2 separate regions of the Oryctolagus cuniculus genome follow, and region 2 is linked to region 1. Evidence: chromatin contacts called from public Hi-C data. All regions are on one chromosome and are shown on one strand. Each heading gives the region's core, a stretch centred on a gene start, on an enhancer-like site or on the middle of the called end of the contact. The rest is flanking DNA. Distances are from core to core; before and after follow the strand shown.

Region 1 (7,256 bases), core at 2,104-4,603:
TTAGCAAGGTGACCAGTACATGGTTCATAGTAGACACTCAAAGTTAGAGTTGACCCTTTTGTCAGTGCTCAAAGCAATCTACATTCAGCAGCCTGAACCCCTTGAAAATTGGTGCTAGCTCAGAGCACATCTTTTTCTCATCTATTGTGAGACATGGAAAAGGAGTTACCTCACAAGGGTCATTCCTGCAACCCATGCATGACCCACTCCTGCTAACCACTCCTATCCCTGGCTTGTGCCAAAATTGCAGAATATTTGGTAGCTCAGACAATACTACTTTAATATTCATCTCCAAAAATGGCCCACTGACCACATACACAGTAAGAGAACGTGAAGCAGACTGGTTAGGAAGTTTGGGGATTAAATCAAAAGTGGGTAATTCCTCAGACAGCTAGTAAAACATAATGTGCCTTTGCATCTGTGAGACATATAGCCCATGACCTTTGAAAATACCCAACTTTGCAAAATCTACTGTAACACATAATTGTCCCTTAAAACGCAATAAAGTAGCACTGAAACTGTAACTGACCTCTTCACATCATTAAAGTTCTTACACACAAGTAATAAAGTAATTTATAAACCTGTGAAAATATGATCCAGCAGGAGCCTCGGCCAAAACTATTCACAAATCACCATCACTTTTTTTTCCTGTGGATAGCTTGTGGTGCAGCGATCTACAGCATGTGTGGGAGCCACTGCTGAACTCAAGATTCTACTGCTTCACTTCTTCTGATTCTCTTTATTCTATTTTAAACAGGATATTATAAATTTATAGCAGAAAAATGTGATTTCTATAATAACAAGTTCAGTTACACAGTAGTCATTCAGCAACTCCTTGGCACCCAGAACTGCACCAGGTACAAGGATTCAGGCAGTTCCATCTGCCTGTGTGGCTCAGGCTCCACACACCTCCAGGAGGCTCTGCCCTCTAAGATTGTGTAGCGTTCCTGCACTTTCATTCTGGGGGAATGGACAAACAGACAGACATGCAGAACAACAGAACTCAGATGAACGCTAGAAAGGAAATGAATGAGGGATTGGGAAGGCTTTTTCACTTTTCAGAACCAGGAAATTGCCAAAGAGGAGAGATTTTACACAATGAGGAAGATCAGAAAGTGTAAAGCAATGGAAGTTTTGTGGCAAGTGCTCCAGACAGGGGAATATGTATGAATGATAATCTTGGGGTGAGGATGGAGACAGAATGGGTTGAGGGGAAAGAGCAGAGAGGATGTGACAAGAGGTCAGAACCAGGTGGGGGTCAGGTGTGACTTAGGCATTTGCTAACTCCTATTTAAAGAATGTTATAAAGCCATTGCAAGGCCGTAAGCAGAGAGTAAAGTGATAGGTTGCTTCTGTAGGATCACGCGGATGATGTGCAGAGTGGATGGTAGGGAAGACAGGAAGCAGGGAGAATACTTAGGAGTGGGTGAACATAGATCAGGAAAACTATGACTGTGACTGGGAAGAAGACGTGAACAGTGCAGGGCAGAGTCAGGATAAATTTAGAGGTAGAGGCTGCTGATTTTGCTGAAGGAGTATAATTATACATGTGCTGAAAGAGAAAAGAGAATCATGGCTAATTTCTTCTAGGCTCCAGGCATTGCATGACATGTGCAGAGGTAGACAGGGTGGCCTTATTTTTTGGTGGAGCTTCTTGCGGGGTCTGATGGGTTAAGTCAGTTGCCCCAGATCACAAATCTTGTAAGTACAAAGGCTGAAAATGAACCCAGAGTTTTCTAATTCTGAAACCTAAGCAACTTCCACTGTCCCACTTCTCCTCCGCGTTCTCTTCACAGTTCCAAGAATTAACACAGCGGTTAGCTTTCTCTTTCATTTCCCAAGAGGTACTATGTAGCACTAAAGAAATAAGAAATGATCCACCGAGTCCCTTTGGAACATGGATCACCAGGCCAGCCCAATTTTCTGTCAAATCTGTGGTTCCCATACTCTGGATTTCAGCACAAAGGATGCACAGTTGCACAACGACAAGGTGGCAAAGGACCGTCGGCGCCACACCTTCAGTGGGAAGTAGAACGAGCTGAAGTTGTACATGCTGTTTTCACAGATGTCATGCTTCAGCCCTTTCTGTTTTTCTCTGAGTCGAAATGACAAACACAAGTATAGTACTCTTCCCCAGTTGTATAATAAGGTTGTGTACTAGAAGTTGGAATAATTTTATAAGCTGTGCTTCCGCCTCAGGGCCGCCCTCCCCATTGGACTGCTCTATTAGCCCCCAAAAAACCCGAAGTCTGTAAGTAGTTGCTTCTGAAGTTTTCCACTTTTTCTAATCATGGTCTCCAAATAGTCCTTTTTCATTGGGAACATGCCAAATAGATAGGGGACAAGCATATAGTATTTCAAAATAACTCATGTGTGTATACTCAATGGCATAAATTTTATTTTACCCTGCAAACATTTTCCCCCAGTCTATTAAAAACAACAAACAGAAGACCGTTCTCTCTGTCTACACTACTTGATATAAATACTTATGAATATAACAGAATCAATTCTAGGCTATATTTGGCTTATGAGTTACAAATAATGCTCCCTAGATCTTTTACTTCTGCTTATGCAAAGAATCATCTCAATTAAATTACTCTGTATGTTTATTAATATTTCTCAATGTGGAGGATGATCTCTCTCTGATGTAAAAACTTATCTATAAATCACGCAATAAACTGGAATTCTAAATGCCATGACATCGCTATGGGAACAATCTTGATATTAGGGTAAACAAATGATGTCAGACTCTCTCTGCAGCTGCAAATGCCAGGGCTCTCCGTTCCTGAAGAAAGTGACATGGATTGTTCCAGAGAGCCACTCGCTTTGAACTGTGTCAGGGGAATCTTTTTAACGTGAATTGCTACCTGGGATTGAACCAAGCTGATCCTTTGGGACCAATAACGACCAAAGGGTGTCATTCCGATAGAATCCTCAGGTGGAAAATTCTTCCACTTGTCAAACGATAGAATTCTATTAATCTGCATCCAGCCTGGCGAAACATACTTTATAAATAGAGGACTAGAGTACTTTTGCCAAGAACAACCATATGAATCTAGCTGCATCTTATTGGAGAAAAAAACAGCAGCTAGAAGTCTATTTGAAAGCATCAACTGAACAACAAGCCTAGGAAAATGATTCCTTCCATAAACAGCGCTTGTTTTTAGAATACAAGCCTATCGGACTTGCCGCATTGTGCTACATCCTACATTCTTTCCTCTCTGACTTATTTTTACTTTCTGTTTGCATTGGCTTGGTTTTATTTCTCCCTAACCCGTCTCTTGAGTCATCCCGATAGGGCTGCGAGAGTGAAAGTCCATTCTGCCCACGCTTCACAGGACTCAATGAGGAGGGTTGTCAAGAGTCACTTGACGTCAAGACTGACTTTTAAATTTGCCAGAAAGGCGTTCTTTGGGGGAGCAGTCAACACCATCACTTTCCCTCTTTAGAGAGCTGCTACTGGCTGTTGGAATTCAAAGCCCACAAATTGAATTTCCAAACTCAATTCAGGACACAGATTTTCTTCTCTCTCCTCTCCTCCCCTCCCCTCCCCTCCCCTCCCCTCTCCTCTCCTCTCCTCTCCTCCCCTCCCCTCCCCTCCCCTCCCCTCTCCTCCCCTCCCCTCTCCTCTCCTCTCCTCTCCTCTCCTCCCCTCCCCTCCCCTCCCCTCCCCTCTCCTCCCCTCCCCTCTCCTCTCCTGTCCTCCCCTCCCCTCCCCTCCCCTCTCCTCCCCTCCCCTCTCCTCCCCTCCCCTCCCCTCTCCTCTCCTCTCCCCTCCTTTCCCCTCCTCTCCCCTCCTCTCTCTTCTCTCCTCTCTCTCTCTCTCTCTCTCCCCCAGCCCATTCCTCATAGAACATATCTTTAACAATAATTTGTTTATTTTTTTGCCCTAACATAGTATATTTACTTACTTGGTGTGTTTGGTTAAGTGTACCTCAGAGTTTTTAAGAGAATATTTCATTTGGAAGTGTATCTTTCACATGTTTACACACTTTTAATTCAGAATGCATGGGATTCTCTAAATTTTCCTCTGGAATTTGTATAATCATCTAATAATACCTTTCCTGATTCCTATTTTCTGAAATGAAGTGACTGGTTACATACTTCCATTTTCCCTTTCTATTTAATAAGATACTCCACTCTTCCTTTTTTTCTTCATTTTTTTTCAGTTTGTCACGGAGTATTTGTTTACCAAATGTTACTTTTCTTGGATCAGTTCTATTTTTGAGGAGTGCAAAAGCAAACAACTGCTTGAAGCTGTCAGACTTCATTTTATTTATGCATGAATAACACAAATAACTTGAAAATGACCTAGCCTGTTTTTCTCAGATTTAGATAGAAAAACTGCTTCCGGGCAATGTTTATGCCAAACTGTCCATGCCAAGTTTCCAATTTCAGTGCCAATGGTTTCTTACAGCCAAGTTGTAAACCTTTGGTAAACATGGCTTATAATGAAAAGTGAAACACAAGCCTGGACCTGGCCCCAGGGGGCTGGATGTAAATTTACTCTAAGAACAAAACTCTTGCAGGAACAGGAGGGGCAACGGGCTAGCTATCAAGTATCCCTTCTGTAATGCAGGGCTGTACAAACGATGATATTTGATTACTGAAATCCCATCAGATGCATTTAGCATTTTATGTATTTCCCTTGCCATTGCTGCTCAGTAGTGCCATACCCAATTCGAAGTGGCTGCCTTATTGTCACACAGTGGCTCTTCCAGAACTTATTCCCCAACTGGGGATGGGGAGGGAGCCTTGGAATTTTGAGGGTTTTTTTTTTTTTTGAGTTATTAAATTTTGGTGATGTGTTCATATGCACTGTTATAAGTACATAGGAGACCTACATATTCTTTTAAAAATCAATTTAAACATATCCAGCCACATCAATATTCTCTGTGTCCTGTGTGTTATTTGTAAAATCTAAAGGAGATCATATCTCTCTTTTATTACATAATAAAACTCATTTCCTTGGAATAAAATTCAGATTTCTCACTGTGCGCATCAAGAACCAGTAGATGCCATTGCCTCTGCCTAAATATTATCTCCTCCCTCTACTTCTCAGTCAAGCTATCAGACCCAAGAGATACCAATACTCTTTTTGTTCCTTCAATGTTTCAAGTTACTTCTCAACTCAGAACTTCTACTGTTTCCCTCTGCTGGGAAAATCCTTTCTTATCTCATATGTGGCTGGCTCCTTCTCTCTGCTCATATCTCATTTCAGATTGTACTTGCTCCAAGAAACATCTCCCAAAGTACTCCATCATCAGTTGCTCACCCCCTGAGCAAGAATAACCAAACCAGATACATCACAATACCTGATTTCAAAGCATACTTCAAAGCTATAGTAATTAAAACAGCTTGGTACTGGCATAAAAACTGACACATAAAGCAATGGAACAGGATAGAAAGCCCAGAAATTAATTAATTAATCTGTGGAAATATAGCCAACTGATTTTTTGACAGAAGTGTCCAGAGCATACATAATCTTCAACAAATGATTCTGGCAAAACTGAAGGTATACATGTAGAAGAATTAAATTCGATCCATACCTCTTACTATACACAAAAATAAACTCAAGATGGATCAAAGATCTAAATATAAGACCTGAGACTGAAGTTGCTGGAAGAAAACCCAGGTGAAACACTCTAAGACATTGGTGTGGGGAGTGATTCTTAGATAAGATCCCTAGAACACAGGCAACAAAAGCAAAACTAAACAAATGACACTATGTACAACTCAGAAGCTTTTCACAGAAAAGGAAATTATCAATAGAGTGAAGAAACATCCAGTAGAATGGGAAAAATATTTACAAATCACCAATGTAAAAGATTAATATCTCCAATATATCACCAACTTAAACTCAGCAACAACAAAACACCAACTAGTCCAGTTGAGGAATGGGTAAAGGACTTCAACAGAAGCTCTCAAAAGAAGAAATACAAATGGCAACAAATATATGAAAACATGTTCAATATCAATAATCATCAAGGGAATGCAAGTCAAAACCACAATGAGGTATCACCTCAGCCCTGTCAGATTGCTAAAATTCAAAACACAGAGAGTAGCAAATGCTGGCCAGGATGTGGAGAATGAGGAACACTTAAACACTGTGGGTGGGAATGTAAATTAGTGCAGCCACTGTGGAAGAGCAGTGTGGAGATTTCTTAGAAAACAAGAAATACACTTGCCGTGTGATCCAGCAATCCCACTACTAGGTCTATAGCCAAAAGTCTGGAATGCAATGTATCAAAGAGATACCTGTGCCACCACGTTTATAGCAGCACTGTTCACAATAGCTAAAATTTGGAACCAACCAAGGTGTCCATAATCAGATGACTAGATAAAGAAACCATGTTATATTTTCACAAAGGAATATTATTTAGCTATGAAAAAGAAAGACAGTCTACCATTTGCAGCAAAACTGACACAACTGTAGAACATCCTGTTGAGGGAAATAAGCCAGATCCAGAAAGTCAAATATCACATGTTCTCCCTTATATGTGCGAGTATGAATATCACATGTTCTCCCTTATATGTGTGAGTTAAAATTTAAGAACCAAACAAAAAAGAGAGAAAAAGAAATGTCTGGATATAATAGTATAGCTGCAAATATAGCTTTGTTAAAATTTATTTTAAACCTTTGTGAAACAAATGGTTAAGAATATTACACTACTATAGTTTTAATGATCTGTGACTACTTTAAAATTCACTGCTAATGGGTGAAATGGTATTTTTTCCATTCAATTATTGTTTATAGCTGTTTTTATTCCCACTAAACTAGGGTCTTTTTGCTTATTCAGTGAAGTATTATACCTTTTTACTGTAATTTAATTTTAAAATAAGTTATCTCAAAAACTAAAAAAAAAAGAAAGAAAGGGGAAGGAAGGAGGGTGGGAGGGAGAAGGGAGGGACAATTGTTAGGGTCTTAGAATTGTATCTACAGGCCGGCGCCGCGGCTCACTAGGCTAATCCTCTGCCTAGCGGTGCCGGCACACCGGGTTCTAGTCCCGGTTGGGGCGCCGGATTCTGTCCCGGTTGCCCCTCTTCCAGGCCAGCTCTCTGCTGTGGCCAGGGAGTGCAGTGGAGGATGGCCCAGGTGCTTGGGCCCTGCACCCCATGGGAGACCAGGAGAAGCACCTGGCTCCTGGCTCCTGCCATTGGATCAGCGCGGTGCGCCGGCCGCAGCACGCTGGCCGCGGCGGCCATTAGAGGGTGAACCAACGGCAAAAGGAAGACCTTTCTCTCTGTCTCTCTCT
Region 2 (7,256 bases), core at 2,002-4,501, 140 kb before region 1:
ACATAGCAGGGTTCGCTCTGCAGGTAACGTTCCAATTCCAGGCAGGTCTGTACGAAGTGAACCGAGAGAGAAGGCACGTGACTGTTATGATTACTGAAAACGGAACCAACAGCACATTTCCAAAAACATGCAGGAACAAAGGACAGATAAAACTGCTGCAGTGCCACTATGGGTGCAAAACCTTTTGCAATTGGAATCCATGTCCTTAGGAAAGTTAGAAGAAATTTGTTTCCAGGAATGGGTAAGAATTCAGAAGGAAAAGCAGAGAGTGAAACAAACCTCTCTTAGCTTCCCCAATGTTGGATAAAGGGCCACAATGGGTGATGATCACTAAGCCTGTTTTTTGTTTTTGTTTTTTGCTATAGTTACAAGTGTTGACGTTTCTAATGCGTTTCCCCTGTAAACCACACAAAGAAAATCAGCCTTACGCTCACCACCGCCCCCCCCCCCCAAACAGGTTTAACCAGATTATCTGACACTGTCAAGAACCCTGGGTATTAAGGAAAGCCCCAGTCATCCATCCACCCTTCACAAACCACAGGTATCCACACAACAGGACAGAAAGACTGCACAGCACATAATGTGTTCGGATGGACCCCGTTGGGGACACAGCTGACGACACAGGGCCATACTCAGAGAACAGACAGCAACTAACTGTCTGTATTCAAGGACATCAATGGAGCTGCAGAGAAACCACCCATTTCCTGTGTAGCCCAGACCGAGTCCATTTTCAAAGAATGCCATTCCCAAGTGCAGGGCCATGCATGCCACAAAACTTTAATTGCTTCTACAGTGGTCAGAGAAAAACAAGAAGCTTCAACAACAGGAGTGGAGGAATCATTCCAGAATGGCCATCTGCTATTGTAAAGGAAGCAAGGGGGAAATTACTCCACGGCCCTGCTGGGAGTCCCACAATGAACAAGAACTTTATCTACTGGCCAAGAGTACAACTGTATGAGTCATCACTCCTATTTCTTTCACGCAATGCCAAAGGAGACTTCCTTTTGAAATTCTGACCAGCAGCCAAATAAGGACCCGGTTCAAATATACATGCAGTGTGTCATGGACAGGGTGCCCCTCCCCAGCCCCACAACCAACCTTTCAAGAAGCTACAACTGCCGAGATCAGCATCCCCTCTCCCCACCATTTCAAACTTTCTAGCCACTGGAAAAGAAAAATGGTAGGAAACATTTTAGGATTAAATGATGTCTGCCCTGATACTCACTAGGATCAGTTGCCTGCATGCCCATATAAGGCTGGCTGTACTACTGGCAATTCCACACACTGAAATTGCTACACCAAGCTGCTCTTTTCAACAAATCATTTGCAGGGCGCGCACCGTCCTGAGCACAGGCTACCCAAGGGGTTCATGCTTACTTAGCAGTGTGCCTTCTATTGTAATATATGCACATCCTGCCCCCTCCCCACAGACTCATCAAAACAGCAAGCATGAGCAAGCAAAGGGGTAAAATCATTGTTTTCTCTCTCCCCCTAAAATTAGATGTCTGAGTTACAGTGCATACGAGAGTGTTCCAAAGAGAGGCGGCGATGTTATTTTATTGATGTTCCAAAGACACAGGAAAGCACATTTATTGCGATCTTGTTAAACTTTCATAATCTGGCTAATTTAAAATCTCCATTATCCTGATGAGCACCAGGGACCTCAACCAAGCTCTCAGAGAGTTTAAAAGCCTCTGAAGGCCACCAGGAGCCAAGTCTGGCTAGTTGCCCAAATCCCAAATGCCCGAAGGAAACTACTTAGATCAATTTCAATCACGTCCTGTCTTTGAGGAGGAAAAAGGGGGGAGGGGGAGAGGAAGGCAGGAGAGGATCGGGAACAATTAAGCAGGCATCGGAAGGCTGCAACACTTCGCATTTCATCCTTCTTAAAAGCTTTCTAGACTTGGAAACCCACAGAACCTATTTGATCAGCTAATTCACTCTGTGACAAAAAGCAAACAGCTCGTCAGGGCAGAGACACAACACGGGGACCCTCCTGCTATCTTTTTATAGACAATGGGGCAAGTGTTGGAGTCTCTCTCCTCAGGCAATCCGAGGTTTTTAGAAGGAGAAAAAAAAAATTAAGTTTCTAAAATTCCCAATGCCCCACATTCCAGTTCCAGTAAAATGCCGGAAACAGGGGTTCTTCTTCCCAAACTAAGACTTGAGGCAATTAGGAAGGGCTGCCTGTCATATGACTGACAAGTCACTGGTGTGTGCAAACAGTTTTTTTTTTTTTTCCTGGTCAACAAGAGAAGCAAGTAAGAAAAATAAGACAGAGCTAGGTTCATGTTAAGAATTCCAAACAAGGAAAACAAATGGGAAATGCCCTAGATCTATGTTTCGTTGTCAAAAATGTTAAGATTAAAAAAAAAAAAAGCTGTATGGATACACACCAAACAGCAAAACAAAAACAAAATCTTAAAAAAAAAATGCCTTGGCAGTCCGTGCGAGTGCGTTCATATGACAACGTCCAGCTGTGGAGTTTGGACCCGGTACAAACGCCAGACTCGTGCCAAGGGCTCGGGCCGGGATCAGGCCGAGGAGTTCGGGTTTCCCCCGGGGTGGATGCTCCAGACGCTCGGGTGGCAGGGAAAAAACACGCCGGGCACCGCGGAGCCGGGCTCGCTCGGCTCGGCTGTCAACTCCGCGGCGCGCTGCAGAGCGACCCCCGAGCGTGCCGAAGGGCGCTCCGAGATCAGGATTTCCATGTTTTTTTGTTTTTGTTTTTTTTTTTTTTAAATGACTCGAACCACAGCAATCATCCTCATCCAAAGCTGCACCTCCGAGCACACACCACCCTGCCTGGCGCCTCCACGCACTCCCTCCTCGGCGCCCTGGACACGTGAGAAAAAAATCCCTATTTACCTGTTGCCAATATTCCTCCAGGGACGGGAGAGCCGAGAAGTAGCCCGTTTCGTGCACAATCTGGAGTTCCTGGAAGATACTGCACATTGGGAGCACATCCATGTCGGGTTGGAAAAGACAGTCCCCGCTGTCGGGAACACGGGGAGGTGTGCGTTCTGGAGTCGGAGCCGAAACTCTCCCCGCCAGGGCAGGTGAAAGTTTCATGCAAACTCAATCAGACGCCCCGGTCCGGACCCTCCCGCAGCCCGCAGCGCGCGCGCGGAGCCCACACAATATTTGCAAACACCGGACTGACTGCAAACGTAACCCCTGCAAAACTTCCCTATTCAAAGCTCCTCTGCCAGCCTCCCCCCTCCTCCCCGGGCTGGCTCCCCCCACTCCCCCTCCCCCCACGTGACTCGCCGCGCGCCCGCCCCGCGCGCTGCCCAATCCGGTCGCGCCCGGTCCGAGGGCCGCGCGCAGATGATGTCAGCTCCGGCCAATGGCGAGCGACATCGCGCAGCGGCCCCGCCTGGCGTGACCGAGCCTCTCCATCACAGCCCTCCTCATTGGCTCAATTCGAACTCTGCCCTCTCTGATTGGAAGGCGGCCTCGCAGGCTATTTTTAGCAGGGTATATAAGACGCGGGCCGTCGCGCGCCGGAGGAGTCGGTGCTGGGAGGTGCGCGGCCGAGCGCCGTCGTCGGCCGGCGGTCGGGGAAGCCGGGCTGAGGGAGCCGCTTTGGGGGGAACCGTGCCGGACTGCGCCCGCCCGGGCCCCTGCGTATCCGTCGGTGTGACCCTAGCCGGGCCCGGCCGGGTCCGGCAAAGCACCCTACGCAAGCTTGCTCCCTGGCGGCCGCTCCGTCCGTCTTTGTCCCACTCAGCTGCGTCCGGTTCCCCTCCGTTCTCACACCCGCGGCGTCCCACGCGGTCCCTTTCGCGCTGGTGCTCCGTCCCCCTCCCTGTGCAGCGCGCGGGGCCGCGCTGGCCTCCGCGGGCTGTCCCTGTCTCCCCCGGGGTCCCGGCTTCCGGCCCGTCCCTCTGTGCGTCCCGCTCCGCAGGACTGCTGCACGGAGCCGGGGAGGGGGCGCGCGGGGCGCAGGTTTGCTGAGGGGACCGCAGGGTCGGCTGGCGGGGACCTGGGGGACGGGTCGTGGGCGACCCTCCACCCCCTCCCCCGGGACCCTGCGTGAGGGGAGCCTGGGGCCCGCCCCCACCCGAGGGTCCCTGCGCTGCGCTGCCCACCCTGGGGCCGGCGGCGGGCACCGTCAGGTGCACACATCGGTTGAGCCTGAGGTTCAGGAAAAGGATCGAGGAGCCAGTGCGCTCAGATTCTGTGGAGCGAAGCTTACCTCTGCTTGTTAGAAACGCAGCGTCTAAGGTCTCCAACCCTGCTCGTGTGTTTTCATAAGCCCCCAGTAGTGCCAGCTGAAGTTTGAGGACCAGGCGTGTATAGCTTAAACGTCCTTTTGTTTGTTGTCATACAATAACCCTCATTCTGTGAAAATGCGGTGTTTACTTCTGATTGGAAGAAATCTGTTTATGTTGCAGAAGGCAATCTCAAAGAACCCTCACCAAGGTTAACAACTAGGTTTTCCCACGAATGTGTAAACAATTCAAATTAGGTTGAGACTCTCATTCAGTGTGTGTGTGTGTGTTTAATAAAAATTATCTCCTAAAATACACTGTTATGTTCATCTTAAAGAAAAATTCCAGGAACATGAAGAATAAGCATTTTTAAAATTCAAAACAGAAAACAATTATAACCACTAATTTAGAATAGAGTGTGATTAATACCCTTTTTTAAATATTTCTGAAGAAAGGTGTATGTAAAATAATTTTAGAAGATCTCGTGTATTAAATTTGGGAAGACGAGTGATTTAGGATTATGAGGCTGTAAGATTCCAGAAAGTGAACTGTGTGAGTCAAAAGTTAAGAGAAGTATCTTTATTGTACCTGTTGTGTGTAGTAGATGCAGATGGTCTTGGCCTTTATTCAGCGACAGAGGCAGAACTGGCCCTCCATAGGGACATGTGCCTTGTGTCTATTTCCAGGAACGGAAATGCCTGTGCCTTGACCCATCCACAGCTTGGGCAAAGTCTTCAGTCACCAGCAGCTGGTAGTATGTGGGAAATGGTAATTTGGGGAGAAGGTTTTCTCAAGTTTGTGGTGTTGGTCCTAATATTATTAAAGGAATCAAGAATCAGAGTAAATGAACAACGGAGGGTCAGGCATTCCAGAACAAATAGAGGAGAGTTGGGTGAAGGGAAAAGGTAGCCCCTAAATCAAGGAAGTCGTAGTGGTATCAGTAACTTGCTGTGCAATGCATTTTGGGTGTCAAGGAGAACAAGTGTTTTAAGATGTTTATCGGGGACTGCCAGCTTTGTGGCGTAGCGGGCAAAGCCACTGCCTGTAATACAGGCATCCCATTTAGGCATCGGTTCAAGTCCCAGCTGTTCCATTTCCTGTCTGGGAAAGCACCAGAAGATGGCCAAAGTCTCTGGGACCCTGCACCCATGTGGGAGACCCAGAAGTTGTTCCTGGTCCATGGCTTCAGACTGGACCAGCTCCAGCAACTGCACCCTTTAGGGAGTGAACCAGCAGATGGAAGATTCTCTTTCTCTCTATATCGTTCTCTGTAAACTTTGCCTTTCAAATAAATAAATCATTTAAAAAATAGTTTATCTAACATTCCATCACCATAGAATGCTATAGAATGTAAATTCATCTTTAAAACATGCAGTGCCTGATACTTACAAGATTGTATCATTTATTCTTACAAGCGTGAACACAATTTTAGATGTAATACAGATAAAATGAAAAACCTAATTTTCAGAAAAGAAATCATCAGGTATAAAAACAGGACAAATAGGTAGGCTGAATCCTGCTGTGTCCATTAGCAGCCAGGCCAGGTACTGACACACATAAATTTACAAAATAGGCAGAAGTCTCTACAATGCTTATGAGTGAGGATCAGGCAGGAGACAGTAAAAGTCTTACCACAGGGCAGCCCTGTGGCACAGTGGGTTAAGCCTCTGCCTACCACTCTGGCATCCCATATGAGTGCAGGTTCAAATCCGGGTTGTTCCCCATCCTATCTAACTGCCTGCTAATTTTGCCTAGGAAGGCACCAGAAATGACCCAAGTGCTTGGGCCCCTATGAACCCACATGGGAGACCCTGATGGAATTCAAGGCTTCTGGCTTCTGCCCAGCCCAGCCCTGAATATTGTGGCCATTTAGGGAGTAAACCAGCAGGTGAAAACTAACACTCTCTTTCACTTCCTCCCTCACTGTAAGTCTGCATTTCAAATACATCAATCTTAAAAACAACTAAGGCACTACCACTACTAAACAGCATATAACTCTTCAGTGGGAAAGTATCATTAGCTGTGTTAAAGACAAAAGATATGAATGGGTTCTTTTTTTTTAAAGATTTATTTATTTATTCGAAAGTCAGATTTACACAGAGAGGAGAGAGAGAGAAAGAGAAACACACAGAGAGAGAGAGAGGTCTTCCATCCGATGGTTTACTCCCCAATTGGCCACAATGGCTGGAGTTGCACTGATCTGAAGCCAGGAGCCAGGAGCCAGGAGTTTCTTCCGGGTCTCCCATGAGGATGCAGGGGCCCAAGCACTTGGGCCATCTTCTACTGCTTTCCCAGGCCATAGCAGAGAGCTGCAGCGGAAGTGGAGCAGCTGGGACTCGAACCTGCGCCCATATGGGATGCTGGTGCTTCAGGCCAGTGCATTAACCTGCTGTGCCATAGCGCCAGCCCCGAATGGATTCTGAGTTTTAAAACAGAGCAAGAGCCACAGAAAATCAGAATCATTCACTGAGAGAAAGTGTGGCATGGGATTCTAGCTATCCATGCTACTTTTGACCTTGGTCATATTGCTTAAATCAGAGATTTAAAACTTAAAATTAGGTTGGGGGCAGGCACTGTGGTGCAGGGGGTTAAAGCCCCAGCCTGCAGCACCAGCATTCCATATGGGCACCAGTTCGAATCCTGGCTGCTCCTCTTCCTATCCAGCTCTCTGCTGTGTCCTGGGAACACAGTGGAAGATGGCCTAAGTGCTTGGGCCCCTGTACCCACATGGGAAACCCGGAAGAGGCTCCTGGCTCCTGGCTTCAGATCGGCTCAGGTCTGGCCATTGCAGTCATTTGGGGAGTGAACCAACGGAAAGGAAGACCTTTCTCTCCCTTTCTGTGTCTACCTCTCTTTCAAAGAAATAAAATAATTATTAAAAAATAAAAAAAATTAGTTTGGTTTGATTAGATGAGATAATGTATTAAAATATCCCCTTTCATGACAAATGGTAGAGTTCAATGAATTAAAGTAGTAGTCAATATTTCTCCGTTCCTAAGTTTGTTCTTCATATTTGTTTTCTAATAGTCCTCTGCCTTT

What was found. A called contact is a pair of places that touch in the nucleus more often than the background predicts.
Region 2: a contact with region 1 is called in a Hi-C map of an unstated tissue, with 2.2 times the contacts expected there. The contact joins the promoter of KLF6 here to the enhancer-like site in region 1. A contact is called at or near these places in 2 of 6 Hi-C or Micro-C datasets (psoas muscle and an unstated tissue).

What each region holds. Positions count from the first base shown.
Region 1 is chr13:92,689,203-92,696,458 of mOryCun1.1, reverse strand. No RefSeq gene overlaps it. Among named protein-coding and RNA genes, the nearest start is that of KLF6, 140 kb to the left of the region's middle. Within about 2 kb of position 3,353, at least 4 of the 8 cell types and tissues checked have an H3K27ac peak or open chromatin away from gene starts, as enhancers often do.
Region 2 is chr13:92,832,510-92,839,765 of mOryCun1.1, reverse strand. KLF6 (KLF transcription factor 6) reads right to left here and starts at 3,251. Exons shown (of 4, transcript XM_002720810.5): 1 at 2,869-3,251; 2 at 1-47. The coding sequence starts at 3,072.